Regions from separate parts of the Mus musculus genome. Here all the other regions are linked to region 4. The links are chromatin contacts, called in public promoter capture Hi-C maps. All regions are on one chromosome and are shown on one strand. The core of a region is the stretch at or near the end of the contact, and the rest is flanking DNA. Distances in the headings are between cores, read along the strand shown. Region 1 holds the start of Chchd6 (coiled-coil-helix-coiled-coil-helix domain containing 6). Region 2 holds the start of Podxl2 (podocalyxin-like 2). Region 3 holds the start of Txnrd3 (thioredoxin reductase 3). Region 4 holds the start of 4930512J16Rik (RIKEN cDNA 4930512J16 gene).

Region 1 (4,008 bases), core at 648-3,147, 310 kb after region 4:
CCAATGGTGCTTCTCTGAACATCTGAAGACTCAGGCCTGCATCCCCCTGAAACAGGAGACCCAGCAAAAAACTGTGAAGAATGTCCTGAGTCAAAGCGGTCTTCCTACAATCTACCCTACTCCTTCCCTCTCAGCCTTTCAACAGAAACCATCTTCCCCCTCTTAATTCTTGCCACAAGCCAGGTTAACGATTCCAGCTGGTCAGCTCCTGACATGCTGCACATTCTGAGGCCCCCCACAAAGCATCCCTCATGTCTTCTCCATTGCTTCACACACATCTTCATCTGATCCTTGATAGTACCCAGGATAACCTCCCACCATATCTCTATCTCTCTCTCTCTCTCTCTCTCTCTCTCTCCACTCCCCAAGTAAAACTCAAAAAATAGCTCTTGTAAGCTAAATAAAAAATAGCTCTATTAAGGAGTTCAGATGTCAGACCCTCTGAAGTCTTTTTCTGAATCTACTCTCTAATTCACCTAGAGCCAACTCAGAGCATTTTGTTTGAAGTTTGATTTATTTCATTGAGTTCACTCATGTAATTACTTAACAATTATCGACCAAGTACACACTAAGTGCCATGCACAGGTATAGAAGAAAGTCTAGCAAGAAGTTTAACAAACAGCTCTGGAGCTGACCTACTTTATAGTCTTGGGTCTCCTACTTTGTTACCTGTGTGACCTTGGACAACTTATGCCAATAGGACCTCAGTTCCCCATAAGCTACAAAATGGACTAATCAAACTTTTGGTGGTATATGCCCCTCCTTAATCCTAGCACTCATGAGACAAGCAGACACAGAGTCCTGGGCCAGCCTGACTTAATATTGAGACCCTGTCTCAAAACAAAACAGAGGAAGAGGTACTAACAATTCTACTGCTCATTGATTGGTTGAAAAATTAAATAATACCTGTAAAGAGCTGCCAGTCTGAAATAAAACAGGAGCTTTTATTCTTGTAAGTTCCGGTGATAAAGTCATGAATTACACAAGAACTTCAGCCAAGCTATCAGCTAGAGCTCTAATGGGAAACACAATAAACACAATTTGTTTCAAACTGTGTTGGATGCTGAGAAAATCATAAATGTGTGGCAGTAGTGTGGGAAGTCGCTTGAGACTGTGGTCAAGGAAGGATTCTTGGATGACACCTGAGCTGTAACAAGAAGACAGCCAGGTTAACGATAACTGAAGAAACATCGAACACCTGGGATCTTCTAGGAAGAACAAGGAGGTCCTGAGGCAAAAATAAGTATCTTATGAAGATGAGGAAACAGGCCAGGAAAGGGATGGGAAGGTCAGTGGGCACCAGCACATCTTGTAAAAGCCAAGTGAGGCTATTCCTCCTGTTCGACGTGGTAAGGACCAACTGTAGGTTTTTAGTTGAAGAGCGGATAAGGCATATGACCTAATACACAGTAGCTGAAACTCTCCTTTTGCTGCCTCACGGAGAAAGGCACGTGAACAAGATTGGAAATGGAAGAACACTTTCAAAACGTGCTGCAGCACACGCAACGAGAAGCACAAGACAAGTGAAACCGGGTAGAGCACGGAACAAATCCGGAACCGAGAGAGCCAAGGCGGTGGAAAATGACTTGAGGCGGCCGGCTGCCCCCGAGTGCCAGCGGCCCCATGTATCTGGTCCCCGGGACGGCGGCTCCCATTCCCGCCCGCACGCTCCTCCGGCCCGCGCCCTCCCGCCGCGCCGCTCACCCGGATGCCCTGCAGCACCCGGACCCGCTCCTCCTCATCCATCTCGAAGGACACCCTTCGGGCCTCGGCGCTCTCGGCGCTGCCCATGACAGGAGGCGGGCAGGGCGTGAGGCCACGCGAGCCGGCTCCACAGCAACCAGGACGACGCTGCTCAGCGGCCTACGCTCGTCACTCGGGACACAGGCCAGCAACACTGCGCTCTATTGGCTGCTGGGGCTGGCGCGCGTTGCCCTGTGGGATTTGTAGTCCAGCATTCTGGCGCCATTAAAAAGCTCTGGAAGGGGGCGTGGCTCTCTGAGGTAGGGGTACCTGTGGGCTGGAAAATTGGACAGAGGGCCAGCCAAATAGACGCTGAGACAAGGTCATGGTTTCTTATAAATCTTATCCCTGAAGCAAAGTAAAAGTCGTGTTCTAAGAATAAACTACCAAGGATGCTAAGACAACTGTTAATGATCTATGTTCATGTTAAGCATTCAGCAGACTTGTACTGAGCCACCCCATGTAACCTGCTTGAGTCATGAAAGAAACAAATTTCAAACACAAGTGAATCTACTGTAGTGCAAGGGAAACGACACTGTAATACCGCGAGACAAATTAATAAATTGTGGCAACCTCACAGATGGAGCCTTTACACAAATGGAGCCTTTAAGACCTAAAGGTGAGTGTAGTTTGCCATGAGATGATAGAGAAAGTACTATGCTAGGGACCAACTGTTAATCCCAATGATGGGAGGAGAAAGACCACCGGCCCAAACCATCCTGGGCAAGTTAATTAAAACAAACTTTTAATTCTTGTACATAGGCTGTCTTCTCCTAAGATGGAGTTCAAGAGGTCAGACTTTGAGGTAGAAAAGATTTTTATAGGTCAAGGATAAGGGGTTTCCAAATTTGAGGAGGGGTGGGGTATGGGAGACAAATAGACACAAAATATAACTAGTTAGTCTTAACCTCTTGTGAAACAAAGGCATGTTTCTTAGTGTTTCTATTGCTATGAAGAGACACCATGGGTGACTCTTAGAAAGAAAAATATTTAGCCTGGTGTGGTAGCCCATGCCTTTAATCCCAGCACTCAGGAGGCAGAAACAGGCAGAAACAGGCCTGTGAGTTTGAGGCCAGTCTGGTCTACAAAGAGAGTCCAGGAGGGCTTGTTACACAGAGAAACCCTGTCCAAAAAAAAAAAAAAAAAAAAAAAAAAAACCCTAGGACTGGTATGGTGCTAGAGGAGGGAATGAGAGTTCTGCATCCTGGTTGACAGGCAGCAGGAAGTAAGATGGCTTGAGCTTCTGAAACCTCAGAACCCATACCACCCCAGTGACACACTTCCTCCAACAAAGCCACACCTACTCCAACAAGGCCATACCTCCCAGTAGTGCCACCATTCATTCTCTATGGACCAAGTATTCAAACACATGAGTCTATGGGAGCCATTCCTATTTAAACCGCCATAACATGTTGCAAGTGTTAGAGTCTGAGAATCACTGAAGGAAGGCCCCAGACTCAAACAGTATGTAAAGGCAAACAATATTTATTCTGCAAAAACAACCAGCATGCGTGGGTCAATCATTCATCAAAATGGTGACCAGAAGAGGAGCTCTTCTTAATCAGGGCTAGTGGAGTTTGCTGAAAGGGTTAAGTAATCTCTAACATGATTAGCTAGGTGTATGGCAGTTACATTAATACAATTTCTGATTGCTTGCTATATTAGTTTTACCATTTTTGGTCAGGAATTTCAGAAACTAGCCCAATTCAGAGTTTGTTATCTCTCTCAGCCAGTTGTCCCAGGAACTGACTCGGTTCTGGTTCATTCTCCCTCTCAGCCAAAAGTCAGGACCCGTATTGACTAACGATCCATTGTCTGTGACTCTCCCAAGGAGTCTTTCCTGCTTCTTTGGGAAACTGAAACTTAAGGCCTAATATGGCTGCCTGTTCTAAAATGGAGTGGTTTAGATCCTCTCATAAAGTGGTCCTAATAAGGTACTCATAACAAAGTGGTCAAGTCATAACAACAGGTACGCATAACAAGGGTACCTGTTATGGTACCTGTTGTTAACGAGAATTTATAAGTGTTGAAGATTTTCTCTTAACTCAGCTAGCTTCCAAATAATGGATACAGGGCTATTAGATTTATTTAGCAGCTTTAAGGCACAACAACTGAGCAGTATTAATCTATTTTAATCCTCTAAACTAATCTGGCTACCTCCCAGTCAAAATCCCCAACATTGGGGACATTTTTTATACAACAATGAGACAGGAGATTCTCAGAATAAGGATTGCAGCCAGATATGTGAGCACAGAAATTAGCATT
Region 2 (3,893 bases), core at 578-3,077, 410 kb before region 4:
GTTCTTCTTTCTACACAAAGGTGTAGAAAGGAGGCACGCTGATAGACACACGTGTGCCTGCACAGAGATGGGGGCATACAAACGGGGTGAGGGAGAGAAGAGGAAAGGAGGGACCCTGATTGTCATCCCACTGGTCACCAGGATGGGGTCATGAGAGTCAGGTCTCCATACTGACTTGCACTGCTGGCAGAGATGGTGTGGTCCCTACCTAGAGAGAGAGAGCAGACCTCCCAGAGCTTTGCAAAGATCTGGGTGGTCTGTGTAGATGTCCCAGGCCAACATCAATAGACACTTCCCCATAAAATGTGCCCAGGGCAGGCACAGCAGTGTGAGGGGTCAGTTACCTCTCTGACTTTTTGTTTTATTTATCTATCTATTTATTTAGAGACAGGGTCTTGCTCTGCAGCCCAGACTGGACTTGGATTCCCAATCCTCCTGCCCCTTAGGTTCCAAAGAGCTGGAATTACAGTTAAGTACAACCCTAATCAGCGTTCTCCCACCTCCGCCCTTCTCCAGACATTTTCCTGGTGTTCTATCATTGACAGTCTCAAAGTAAGGGCCCACCACCTATTCATATCAAACAAGGTCTTCACCTGACTTCACATAGACGCCTCCTCGAATTTGTATACATTACACTGGGTGGGTTTTGGTGGGGTAACTGCCTGAGCACTAGTGGCCAGTCCCATGCCTGTCTCCACTGGAGGGGAAGCGACGCAGTCGAGGACACGCGTTCACCAAGTCTTGTAGCCCACCCAGCCCAGCACCCTGCTCCTGCCCCAGGCCCACCTTAGGACAGGGTCCCAGCTCCGATCTTCCCTGAGAAAGCTGCTCTCCCATGTCCTGGTCTGACCCACCTTTGCAGTCAGCCTTCCTCCCTCCCCTTCTGTGGTGGCGGCTTGCCTCTGAGCCTGTCAAGCTTTTGTGCCCGCCCCCTACACTCGCACACACCCCTGAATCCCATGTCTACCCTGAGAAGCTGTCTCTTTCTCCCTCACACACATATTTCTTACCTGCCTCAGGCCCCGACCTGTCACACGCCCACACTAACGAGGTATCCGGAGTGACTGCTGAATGAAAACCACGTACCCGAGTCTCACACACAGCCCCATATGGCGGCAGTCGCTGTCGCAGACCTACCCCTTTGTCAGCTCCTAATAAAGTTGCCCCGCGCAGTCGAGGACACGCGTTCACAACGACACGCACACGCCTTCCCAGGCAAGCTCCACGCACATGTAAACATCCACCTCGGCCACGCAGCTCTTTCTTTCTCGGCCCTCGGCATCCCCGGCCCACGCGCTTTGGGTACCCGCCGGACCTTTACGATGCGATTTCTCCAAGGGTGTCACCCGTGCGCTCTCGCCTCCCTGCTGAGCTTCTCTACACCCTCGCGCGCACACACGCACACGCCCCTCTGCTCCTTGGCCGCAGACTGGTCACCTGTCACCTGTCACCTGGCGAGGGGTGGGGCGCGGACACCCTGGTGCAGCGGCCCCGCCGCCGCCGTCCTCGAGCGCGCGCGTGGCACGGAGCATCCAGCGCCCAGGACAGGGCGCCTGGGGGGTCCCCGCGCCAGGCCCCGCGCCGCCGCCTCCTCCCCGCGCGCGGCCGACCCCGCGCGCCCCACAGCCTTTGTTCTGCGGCGCTGCCAGCACTGGCCCGTGGCGCGCTGCGCCCTCGCGGCTTGGCCCGGCCCCACTCACCGGCGGCCAGCAGCAACAGCAGCGGCGGCGGCAGTCGGGCGGCCCGCAGCGGCCGGGCCATGGTGCAGCGTTGCCGCCCGCAGCCGCAGCGCCGCGGCGCCCGGGCCGGCCTCGGGGGCGCGCAAAGCGAAGGCGGCGGCGCGCGTGCGCCCCGTTGGCCTGCGTACCCGCCACTCACGCGCTCATCCGCCCAATCGATGCAGCGGAGGGATCGGGGGCGGGACCCTATTGCGGAGTCCGGCTTCGCACCTGCACCTCGGGCCTCGAGCACTTCGCCACCCGGGGGGGGGGACCTCCCTGGGAAGCGGGTCCCGAACCTTTTGTGCAGCAGACCGGGCCCCAGTTACAGCGAAGGAGACAGAGGCCAGGATCAGCAGGGACCTGTTGGGGCACGTGGCCTGGGGATCCTGAAGGCCGGAGAGGACCAGGCTTTGGTGAAGGGACTGGGCAAGAGCAGAGAGCTGAACTCTGTGCCGGGTGTAGTTTATTTTCATTTTATGTGTGTGAATGTTTTCCCTACATGTACATATGTGCACCACGTGCGTGTTTGAAGTCCACTGATGGTTGTTGAGCCACCATGTGGGTGCTGGGAACTGAACTTGGGTCAGTCCATGCTCTTAACCTCTGACCCACTACAGCTTCCAGGGGTAGTTTAGACCCCCAATTTCCAGTTGGCTTTCACAGCCTGAGGAGATTTGTCCTTGTCTTCAGACATCTTGTGGGAGTCACCTTTCTCTCTAGCCAGCGCTTCTCCTTGACTTCAAGTTTCTTTTTGTGCCAATATGGCAAATCCGACAGGCATTGCTCTTCCTAAGTGTCAGGAGGGCAGGAACATTCCTCAGCATGTTCCAGAGCCACAAGTGTAGGAAGGCAGGTTAAGCACAAACGGAGGCAGAGGGGACCTTCTATGGAGACATTTATAGGATGCATGGATGTTGGGTAAGCTGGGTTTTGGCGAAACCATTCTAGATACAGAGAGAAACTGTGGCAATTCTCAGATAGAAAGATGTCTCACTTCTTTAAGTGACAGTGAAAACACTGACTGAAGCGTGACTGTCCCACGCCTGTAATATTTGTACCGCACTAGAAGGGATTCAGGTTAAGACCAGGGCAGTCTGAGCGACATAAGATTGTCTGGTGGGGGAGGGGAGCTAGAGAGACAGCTCCGCACAGAGTTTGTGGCTCTTGGAGGACCCAGATTTGGTTCCCAGCACCCACACTTGCTACTGTCTGTAACTCCAGCTCCAGGAAACCCAGTGCCTAGTCTTCTACTAGATTGAATCAGTCTGTACTTAAAGGCATGCTGTGTTGGGAGAGAGACTCTAGGTTTGTGTTTTAAAAAAGAAGAAAAGGCTTTGGACTCCTTCCGAAATAATAAGGATCAGACTTGACAGAGGGCGACTCCCTGAAGATCTTGGCTACAGACAAGAAGAGGAAGACTGGCAAGATCAACAAGATGGGTAATGTATACACTGATCCCTATACTTGGGGACAGCTCTGGGACTTAAATGTCTATATACAGACAACAAATTGTATTGACTACAAAATTCTCAGGGCTTATTATGACATACCATCTTTTCAGATAGTGTAAATGGAGATTTGAGTTTGATTATATGATCAGACTAACTTCTAAAGAAAGACAGTTGTCTTTCACCTGTTCAAACAGCAGAAAATCATTCTTAATTGATCTCCGCACCCCGCACTTTCAATGCAAATGTCGATAAGGTTTGTATATTGCAGAATGGAAGACCAAGAAGGCAGCCCTGACAGGATTCACCCTCGAGGATCCTGAGCTACTGAGACCTACTGTTCCAGCTTCTTGCTTGATCCTACTTCAGCTGTATCAAAGCTATTTCCTCTAAAGACTTGCTTCCGGGACATTTTCAGAATAATTAGCTCACTTGGCCCAGCCTTTCAGACTGTTCCAGTCAGACTTCATTTAAGCCTACACTTTCTCAACATACAGAGACTGGACAACAGATGCTACAGCTAGCTTTCTTAAGAGTAACTGGTTTTAGCCGGGCGTGGTGGCGCACGCCTTTAATCCCAGCACTTGGGAGGCAGAGGCAGGCAGATTTCTGAGTTCGAGGCCAGCCTGGTCTACAAAGTGAGTTCTAGGACAGCCAGAGCTACATAGAGAAACCCTGTCTTGAAAAACAAAAACAAACAAGAGTAACCGATTGATTTTGTTTT
Region 3 (4,052 bases), core at 1,502-4,001, 360 kb after region 4:
TGCGCAGCTCACTGCCCCAAAAGAGAAGCTTTTTCTTGTAGTGGATAGTAATTAACACAGCAACCCACACAACAGGGCAATGTGCAGAGAGAGAGAGAGACATTGGAGCACTCAGTTCTAAATGGGATGGCTTCAGCAAACCCCTCCCTATGAGGTTCTATGCAGAAGAGAAGGCAGAAGATTGTCGGAGACAGAGGTGAAGGACAATTCCAAGAAAACATCGTCTTCTAGGCACAAGACTGATGCACATATGAGCTCAGAGACTATGACACCATGCACAAGGCCTGCAACAGGTTCCAACAGATCCCAGGGTCTTAAGCTGTGGGTCATGACCTCAAGTGACATGACACAAAATGTGGGGTGTATGACAATTTTGACAGCAGTAAAAGGTTTCTGAAGGGGGCTGGAAAGATGCTGAGCAGCGAAGAGCACTCACTGTTCTTATAGAGAACCTGGGTTTGGTTCGCAGCATGCACATGGTAGCTTCCAAGTATCTGCAATTCCAGTTCCAGGAGGTCTGACACCACGGCTGACATCTATGGGTCCTTGTATACATGTGGCATACATACATGTACTCCACACATTCGAGAGCTACCCTCCTACATTTTCTGAGGTTTGTGAAAGCCCAACAACCAATTCAAAATCAAAACACAATGAATCAAAGGTGATTCTGCCAGTTAGGCCTTGCCAGTGTTGTTACCTGACTTCAGTGAGACAGCCTCGGTTTCAAACACAATGCATGCGCGCCTGTTGCCCTGTGCATGCCATCAAACCTGCACACAGCCCACAAACACTGCCTGAAACACCATGCCTTAGAATGGAAGACGGCAATACTGTGCAAGGCAGTGTTCTTAAGTCTACAGCAGATTTTTCTGTTGCTATAAAAACGAATGATTTAATTACAGAAAACAAAGAATTTTAATATTTTCCTCCCAGCGTTCCTCAGCATGTAAGGAACAAATTAGTATATATTTAGATTTGTATTGTGTTAGAATGTTTGATTTCAAAAATTGCTATTTGAGCTGCATACTTAAGTTTCATAAAAAAAAAATGTTAAATGAGTGTTGGCTTGGGATTAGAGCAGAACTTCCAACCATTTCTAAGATAGCTCTAAACACTCTTTGTATTTATGCAAAGCAACACTCTCGGTATTGACAATTATAAAATTAAAATATTGATCAATTATGAAAAACAGTGACAATGTTCTACCTTCTATGGTATTGAATTTTCAGCCAAGATTTGTTTTATGTAAAAACAAACAACCCTATCCATCCATCTCATTAGAATGTAAATTTGCTCTCATCTTTAATAAAGGGTGAAATTATAAAGGTACCTAAGATTTTCCTAAAAATTAAATTCATTATGATTTATTACCAGTAAATGTTTGTGAATCTGTTGAATGTACTTTTGAGATCATGTGAAATCATTCAGGTTAAAAAGGGTTGCAAGTGAAAAAGATTTGAGTTTTAGTAGGGTCTTCTAGGGTTCAAGGGTTGGTGATAACAAGTCTGGCTCAAATGTTTGAAGCAGCCCTGGTTGAGCCTGCCCTTCAGACAGGCACCAGATACACTGGCCATGCAGTTTTCCTCAAGGCCTCTGTGGAGTGGGCGTTCCAGACCACAGGTGCTAAGGATAGTCCAGCTAACTGACTAACAGTGGCCACTAATTAGAGTCCGTGCCTCTGCTCATTTACAGGAAGCTGAACTTCAGAAGGGCTGCTTACAGCAATAACTTTAAAACGTGAGCCCAGGGAGAGGGCTCAGTTGATAAAATGTTTGCATACCGCCTGTTCTTATTTGACCTTCTTTCCAAATGGTTCCTGTGTTGGGGATGGCTTGAGAATCCATTGTGCCCTAGTTATTTCCTGTTGCTGTGATAACAACACTAACCAAAAACAACTTAGAGGAAGAAAGGGTTTATTTGGGAAAAGTCCCAAGTCACACTCCATTATTGGGGGAAGTCAGAAAACCCAAGAAGGAGCAGAAGCTGACTGCTGCTCGTGGGCTTGCTCTCGATAGCTCACTCAGCATGCTCTCTTACCACCTAGGACCACCTGCCCAAGGGTGGCACCCCCTCCCCAGTGGGCCTGATGCCACCACATTTATCATTAATCAGAAAATATTCCACAGGCTTGCCTACAGGCCAATCTGAAGGAAGCATTTCCTCAGTTGAGTCTCTTTCCAGGTGACTCTAGTATGCTCCAAGTTGACAAAAACTAAGCAGTACACTGTCACAGTGAATTGCTGAGGGTGTGTGTGGGTTGAGGGGTTGGGGAGGTAGTAACCTAGGAACCTCATATTGAAACTGAATTGCAATAGTAATTTTTATTCAGCTTCAGTAGTGCAAATTAAAAAAGAATCAGTATTTCCTAGACAAGGTTTTTGTCACATTTTCTGAAATAAAGTGGAGACATCTACCCTTCCTGAAAAGCACCTATTTTGAGATTGGTGGAGAATCAGGAGCGGAAGGAACTGTAGAGAGGCCTCTGGGTGTCAAAAACTGTGGTAAAACGATAATGAAAACAGTAATTACAAGAAGAGCAGAGCATACAAGCTTGATTCCGCACCTTTGAAAATGGCAAGTGACTGCCACTGTGCCACTGGGTGGTAGACAGAGTAGTTTGCAGGCTCACCAGGCTGAGCTAAGGGGGCGTAGCTTAGCCCTGTGGAGGCCTGGAGGTGGGGCAAAGTTTTCCCGGGGGCGTGGCCGGTCGGTAGGCGGGCCCTCTCCGTGGGTCGCGCGGTCGGGGGCGTGGCCCCGTAGCTGTCCGGTGCGCCCGCGGCCAGTGCGTAGCGTTCTCAAGTTCTCAGCGGCTTTGCCGGCGTCGTCCCCTAGGCGGCCGCCCGCGTCCCGGTTCCTCAGCAGGCCCGGCTCGGCCCGGAGCGACAACAAAGCCCTGGAGAAGCCACCGTCCCCGCCGCCGCCTCCTCGGGCGCAGACCTCGCCCGGGCTGGGGAAGGTTGGAGTCCTCCCCAACCGCCGCCTGGGTGCTGTCCGTGGCGGCCTCATGTCGTCGCCACCCGGCCGCCGCGCCCGCCTGGCCTCCCCTGGGACCAGCCGCCCGTCTTCTGAGGCCCGCGAGGAGCTGCGGCGCCGCCTGCGGGACCTCATCGAGGGCAACAGGGTGATGATCTTCAGCAAGAGTTACTGTCCACACAGCACGCGGGTAGGCGGGGCCGGCCGTAGCAGAGCTCTGGGGCGTGGCCTGATGGGCAGGGTCTAAGCAATCCCGGTGGGAGGAGGGAAGTGAAGGTGAAGCCAGGACAGGGTGGGCCGGGCGGGGAGGAGCGTCGATAAAGAGGCTGGGTAAGTTTGTGAGCCGGATCTGGGGACTGATCAGAGGTCTGAGCAGTGAGCCGGGCGAACCCCGGGCTCAGTAGTTAGCGCCTGGTGGGCGGGGTCTGAGCAAGGTTGGTGGGTGGGGCGAAGCGGAGGTCTGTGGAGGGTGCTTGATGGGCGTAACCGGAATAGGGTCTGGGCGGGGCTCATTGGGCGGATTGGAACCGTGGAAGGGGGTCCTGGTGGGAGGGGCTAATAGGGAGGGTCTGAGTGGAACTCTGTGGGTGGGACCTAGTGTATGGGGGGTGGGGGGTAAGGGAGGGTTTGGGTGGAACTTAGTGGGCGGGCGGTCCTGCGCTGACATATGGGAGGTGGGCGGGGCCTGAAGGTGGACGGAGTAGGGCTTTTGTAGCACTTTCCCAGGTTTCATTGCCTACCTTCTCTGACTCACTACGGGGTCCCGGGAGGTTGCCATCTAGGGAAACATTTGCTTTCCAGCCTGATAATGGGCTTTAGTTAAAAAAAAAAAAAAAAGAACAACCAAAAAATATTTAAAATTGTTGTCTTATTAAAATAGGATTGCGTGGCTAGCTGAAGCTGGATCTAGATCCCATTTGTTAACTAGCATGTTTGGCTCCTTGACCAGGTTTCAGAACTAGCAGGGAGCTTGTAAGATGAAGGTAGAGGAGGTTTTAAGAACCATGGAAGTCGTGGCTAGTTTAAGCTCTGTTGCACACTCTGTAATTTGGGGCTGGGTGGGCATTCGACATTGT
Region 4 (3,830 bases), core at 128-2,627:
GCCATAAGACAAGAAAAGTAAATAAAATTTTACAACTAAAACATAGAGTGATTAAATTATCTTTGATAGAATTAATTGAATGACTACTGGAGGTATGGTATTTTATTAAGTTAGCTGCACAAAAATCAACCTATAGTTAAGCTTTAGTATGTATTTGGGGGGGGGGGGCACTTCCAGACCTAGCTTGGTTGGATATTAAAATACTAGGAGTACTATGGAGATTTTCCTGAGAGCCCCGAGTGTTTTCAGCAGCCTCCCTACCAGGCAGAAGCAGATATGGCCTCTCTAGCTCTCTCACCTGTGAGGAGGCTTCATTCTGGGAGTTTCTCACTCCCCAGCCTGAGTCCTCTGAGCCCACTGCCACAGGAATAGAAGGGACGAGGAAGTTCTGCTAAGCCCCGGCAGCATGCATTCCTCTGGACTTGATGGCAGGAGAAGGCCACCTGTGCCACAAGGGTGAGAGCAGATGCTTCTCTGTAAGAAAATCACCTTCTGTAACAACAAAGGAAGGAAAATTAGTCCTGTGCAGAGAAAGAAAGAATTCAGTCCCCATGCAGGCCGTTCTCGTTCCTCTCCTGGTGTGGCATCTCCATTGTCATTGATATCTTCATGGCAGCTCTTCTTCAGGCCTGTCAAATGGAACTCTTTTTGCTAGTAGAACATCTAGTTCTTCTGAAATCCAGTCCCTTGCTCAGGAGCTGCTCTTAGAGAAAACAATTAGTGAACAATGAACGGCTTGTGCCAGCCCCAACTGGATCATACCAGAACAGAACAGCTCAGATTAGATGAAAAACACCAGAATACAGCATATAAGCCCCCTTTAGACCAATCCAGACAAGGCTAGAACTCACCAGAATTAACCAGCCAAGACCAGCTCATATCAGACCAGACCCAGCTAGACCCTACCAGCACAGACCAGACCAAAGAAGAATAAACCAAGCCAAAACAGACTAAACAGAACAGAACAGGTTAGATTTGACTAATCCAGACCAGGCTAGAACATACCAGCACAAGCCAGACCAGACTAACTTAACCAATCCAGACCAAACCAACTACACCAGAATAGTTTAGACTAGATTAGATCAGGGTAGATCACACTACTGTAGGCCAGACTAGACTAGCTTAGACAATACAAGAATAGACCAAACTGGGCCAGGTTAGACCAAACCAGACGATACTAGAGTAGACTAGCCCAGTAAAACTTAGACCAGCCCAGAAGTTAGACCAGAATAGACAAGCCCAGGCCAGCTTAAATGAATATAGGCTAGACCTAGACCAAATTAGACCAGCCCAAACCAAATAAAACTATATCAAGCCAGACCAGATCCCAGCAGTCCAGTCCAGATTAGCTTTGACCAGAACATTCTACTCAGTTCTTGGTCATGTGATGTGGGCTGGGTCCCAAGGGCTGGCTGTATCCTACACACAGCTCACTCCAAAGGTCAGAACAGGTGACTGGAGGTCACAAGTGGATACAATCTGCAAGTTTGTCTGGGCCACCACTGTTGAGCCATTGTTCCTATTTAGACATTAGTCCCCAACAGTGCTCCCCGATACACACACCAGTCTAACCTCTCAGAAAGGAGGGAGGCCTGGAAATGTGACCCCTGGCCCACCCCCTTACACACAGGCCCACCTGGGTGGCAGCATCCACAGATTGCTTCCTTTGAGCCGGGTCCCTGCTGTTCCCGATGTCTGAGAAGTGCTGGTTTCACTGAGATCCCAGCCCCCGCCACGTGCAAGCGAGGCAGGCTTCCTGCTGAAATCAAAAGAGGAAGAGGGACCTGGCGGCTGGCTTTTACCTGCTCATCATTTCAACCCCCCTCTGGGAAGCGTCCCCTTTCCCACTGCAAAGTGAGCACCAATCCAGGTGGAACATAATGAGGGGCGAGAGAGAGAGAGAGAGAGAGAGAGAGAGAGAGAGAGAGAGAGAGAGAGTGTGTGTGTGTGTGTGTGTGTGTAGAGAGAACTGAGACAGGATCAAAGATACCAACCAAGGCTGAGGCCAGGGTGGTGAGGCCTCCCCGCCCACTGCCCTGAGTGCTCCATCTCCTGGGGACATAGTGGCCTCCTCAAACGCATGGGCTGGGTCAAGTTGTGCAGGAGGGCAGGGTCCTCATGTTGGGGACTTCCACAGCGCAACTTTTCTCCTTCAGCTTTGCCTTCATAGTTGGAGAGCAATGGCATGTTTCTCTCATATCCTGCAACCTCCATGATGACAAGAATCTCAGTCTAGGGGCTAGAGAGATGGTTCTGCAGTTAAGAACACTGACTGCTCTTGTAGAAGACCCTGGTTTGGTTCCTGGCACTTACATGGCAGCCTACAGCTGACTGTAACTCCAGTGCCAGGGGATCCAACACCAATACCCTCTTCTGGCCTCCAAGGGCACATGATGCACATACACACAGGCAGATAAATACACACACACACACACACACACACACACACCCTTTCAGCAGGCTGGAGGACATAGTGCCTTTTATCCATCAGCAGACAGATGGGAGGCAAGCTGACACTCACCCTCAGTGGTGTTGCCCAAGGCCCCCAGACTGAGTTTACTCTGAGATGACCTCATTCTGTCTTCTCAGTTTGAGATTTAGTTGCCAGGGCAACAGTGTAAGGGGTGGAGCTTAATGGGCGGTGCTAAGGACAGAGGGTTTCTAGCCTCAGGAAGACAGGATTTTTAACACAGCTGGTTTTGGTGTGCTGTCTTGTCCAAAGCTGGATGAGGCAGAAATAGCTCCCAACCTTGAACTTCCCAGCCTTGAAACCAGGAGAAATGCATTTCTTTTTCTATACATAGCTCTTCCTGCACCAGCAGAGAGAACACACGCCCCTTCATGCAGTCTTCATTCACACTTTACTACCTACACTTTCACTGTCTAAGGGGCAGGTCATGAGAGACACCCACAGACGTTAAACATTCTGGCTGTTACATGTGTGTGTGTGTGTGTGTATGTGCATGTGCACGTGCACATGAGACGAAGTCAAAGGTCAGTCTTGGGTGTTGTCCCTCAGGTGCCATCTACCTTGTTTTGTGAGACTGGGTTTCTCATTGGCCGGGAGCTCTCCAAGCCCAGAGCAGATTACAAACACATGCTACCATTTCCAGCTTTTTCTTTTTTTTAAGCGTGGGTTCGGTTCTGCAGGTTGAGCTAATATCTCTGTGCTTGTAAGCCATCTCCCCATTCCTCTTGTTTAGCTTTGCTATTTGAGACAGGTGCTCGTTATAATAGCCCAGGCTAGCTTCAAACTCCCCAAGGCTGGGATAACAGGTTCACTACCACACCCAGCTTGATTTCTCCCCTTTTAAAGGGGGATTTCTTTTCTTTAAGATTCACTTTAGCCGGGCATGGTGGCACAGGCCTTTAATCCCAGCACTCAGGAGGCAGCGGCAGGCGGATTTCTGAGTTCGAGGCCAGCCTGGTCTACAAAGTGAGTTCCAGGACAGCCAGGGCTATACAGAGAAACCCTGTCTCAAAACAAAACAAAACAAAACCAAAAAAATTCACTTTATTTGTATTGATGTGTGTGCACATGTGGGTACATATGGATGCCAGACAAGGCACCAGATCCCAGATAAGTGGAGTCCAGGCAGTTGTGAGACACCAGGTGGGTGATGGGAACTAAACTCAGGTCCTCTACAAGAGCAGCAAGCCCTTTCCTGACTGAGCCATCTCTCCAGCTAGGTTGTCACTTTTTTTTTTTTGAAGATGCAGGGAGAATACGTTCAAGTTTATTAATATGTATAAATTATTTTCCCGTCACTATGAACTGACACAAGATAAGGAAGGCTGCTCTGCCTTTTGTCCTGTGCATGCCTTGGGCT

What was found. Promoter capture Hi-C pulls out the DNA fragments that hold promoters and counts their contacts.
Region 1: a promoter capture Hi-C map of embryonic stem cells shows a contact between it and region 4, with 2.9 times the contacts expected there. The contact joins the promoter of Chchd6 here to the promoter of 4930512J16Rik in region 4. A contact is called at or near these places in 1 of 39 promoter capture datasets (embryonic stem cells), 2 of 484 Hi-C or Micro-C datasets (embryonic stem cells and nephron progenitors), 4 of 115 datasets of contacts at active chromatin or transcription factors (astrocytes, embryonic stem cells and extraembryonic endoderm stem cells) and 2 of 9 other capture datasets (adipose tissue and macrophages).
Region 2: a contact with region 4 is called in a promoter capture Hi-C map of hippocampal neurons, with 2.2 times the contacts expected there. The contact joins the promoter of Podxl2 here to the promoter of 4930512J16Rik in region 4. A contact is called at or near these places in 2 of 39 promoter capture datasets (the C10 cell line and hippocampal neurons) and 1 of 115 datasets of contacts at active chromatin or transcription factors (pancreatic cancer cells).
Region 3: a promoter capture Hi-C map of pre-B cells shows a contact between it and region 4, with 4 times the contacts expected there. The contact joins the promoter of Txnrd3 here to the promoter of 4930512J16Rik in region 4. A contact is called at or near these places in 10 of 39 promoter capture datasets (the 3T3-L1 cell line, 3T3-L1-derived adipocytes, the C10 cell line and 6 more), 5 of 484 Hi-C or Micro-C datasets (the G1E-ER4 cell line, embryonic stem cells and pro-B cells) and 10 of 115 datasets of contacts at active chromatin or transcription factors (the 230-238 cell line, bone marrow-derived macrophages, embryonic stem cells and 4 more).

Annotation. Positions count from the first base shown.
Region 1 is chr6:89,593,755-89,597,762 of GRCm38.p6, forward strand. Chchd6 (coiled-coil-helix-coiled-coil-helix domain containing 6) reads right to left here and starts at 1,898. Exons shown (of 8, transcript NM_025351.3): 1 at 1,705-1,898. The coding sequence starts at 1,791.
Region 2 is chr6:88,873,219-88,877,111 of GRCm38.p6, forward strand. Podxl2 (podocalyxin-like 2) reads right to left here and starts at 1,828. Exons shown (of 8, transcript NM_001347327.2): 1 at 1,701-1,828. The coding sequence starts at 1,761.
Region 3 is chr6:89,641,237-89,645,288 of GRCm38.p6, forward strand. Txnrd3 (thioredoxin reductase 3) reads left to right here and starts at 2,752. Exons shown (of 16, transcript NM_001178058.1): 1 at 2,752-3,166. The coding sequence starts at 2,897.
Region 4 is chr6:89,284,348-89,288,177 of GRCm38.p6, forward strand. It overlaps 4930512J16Rik (RIKEN cDNA 4930512J16 gene), which reads right to left and starts at 1,378. Exons shown (of 4, transcript NR_131021.1): 1 at 299-1,378.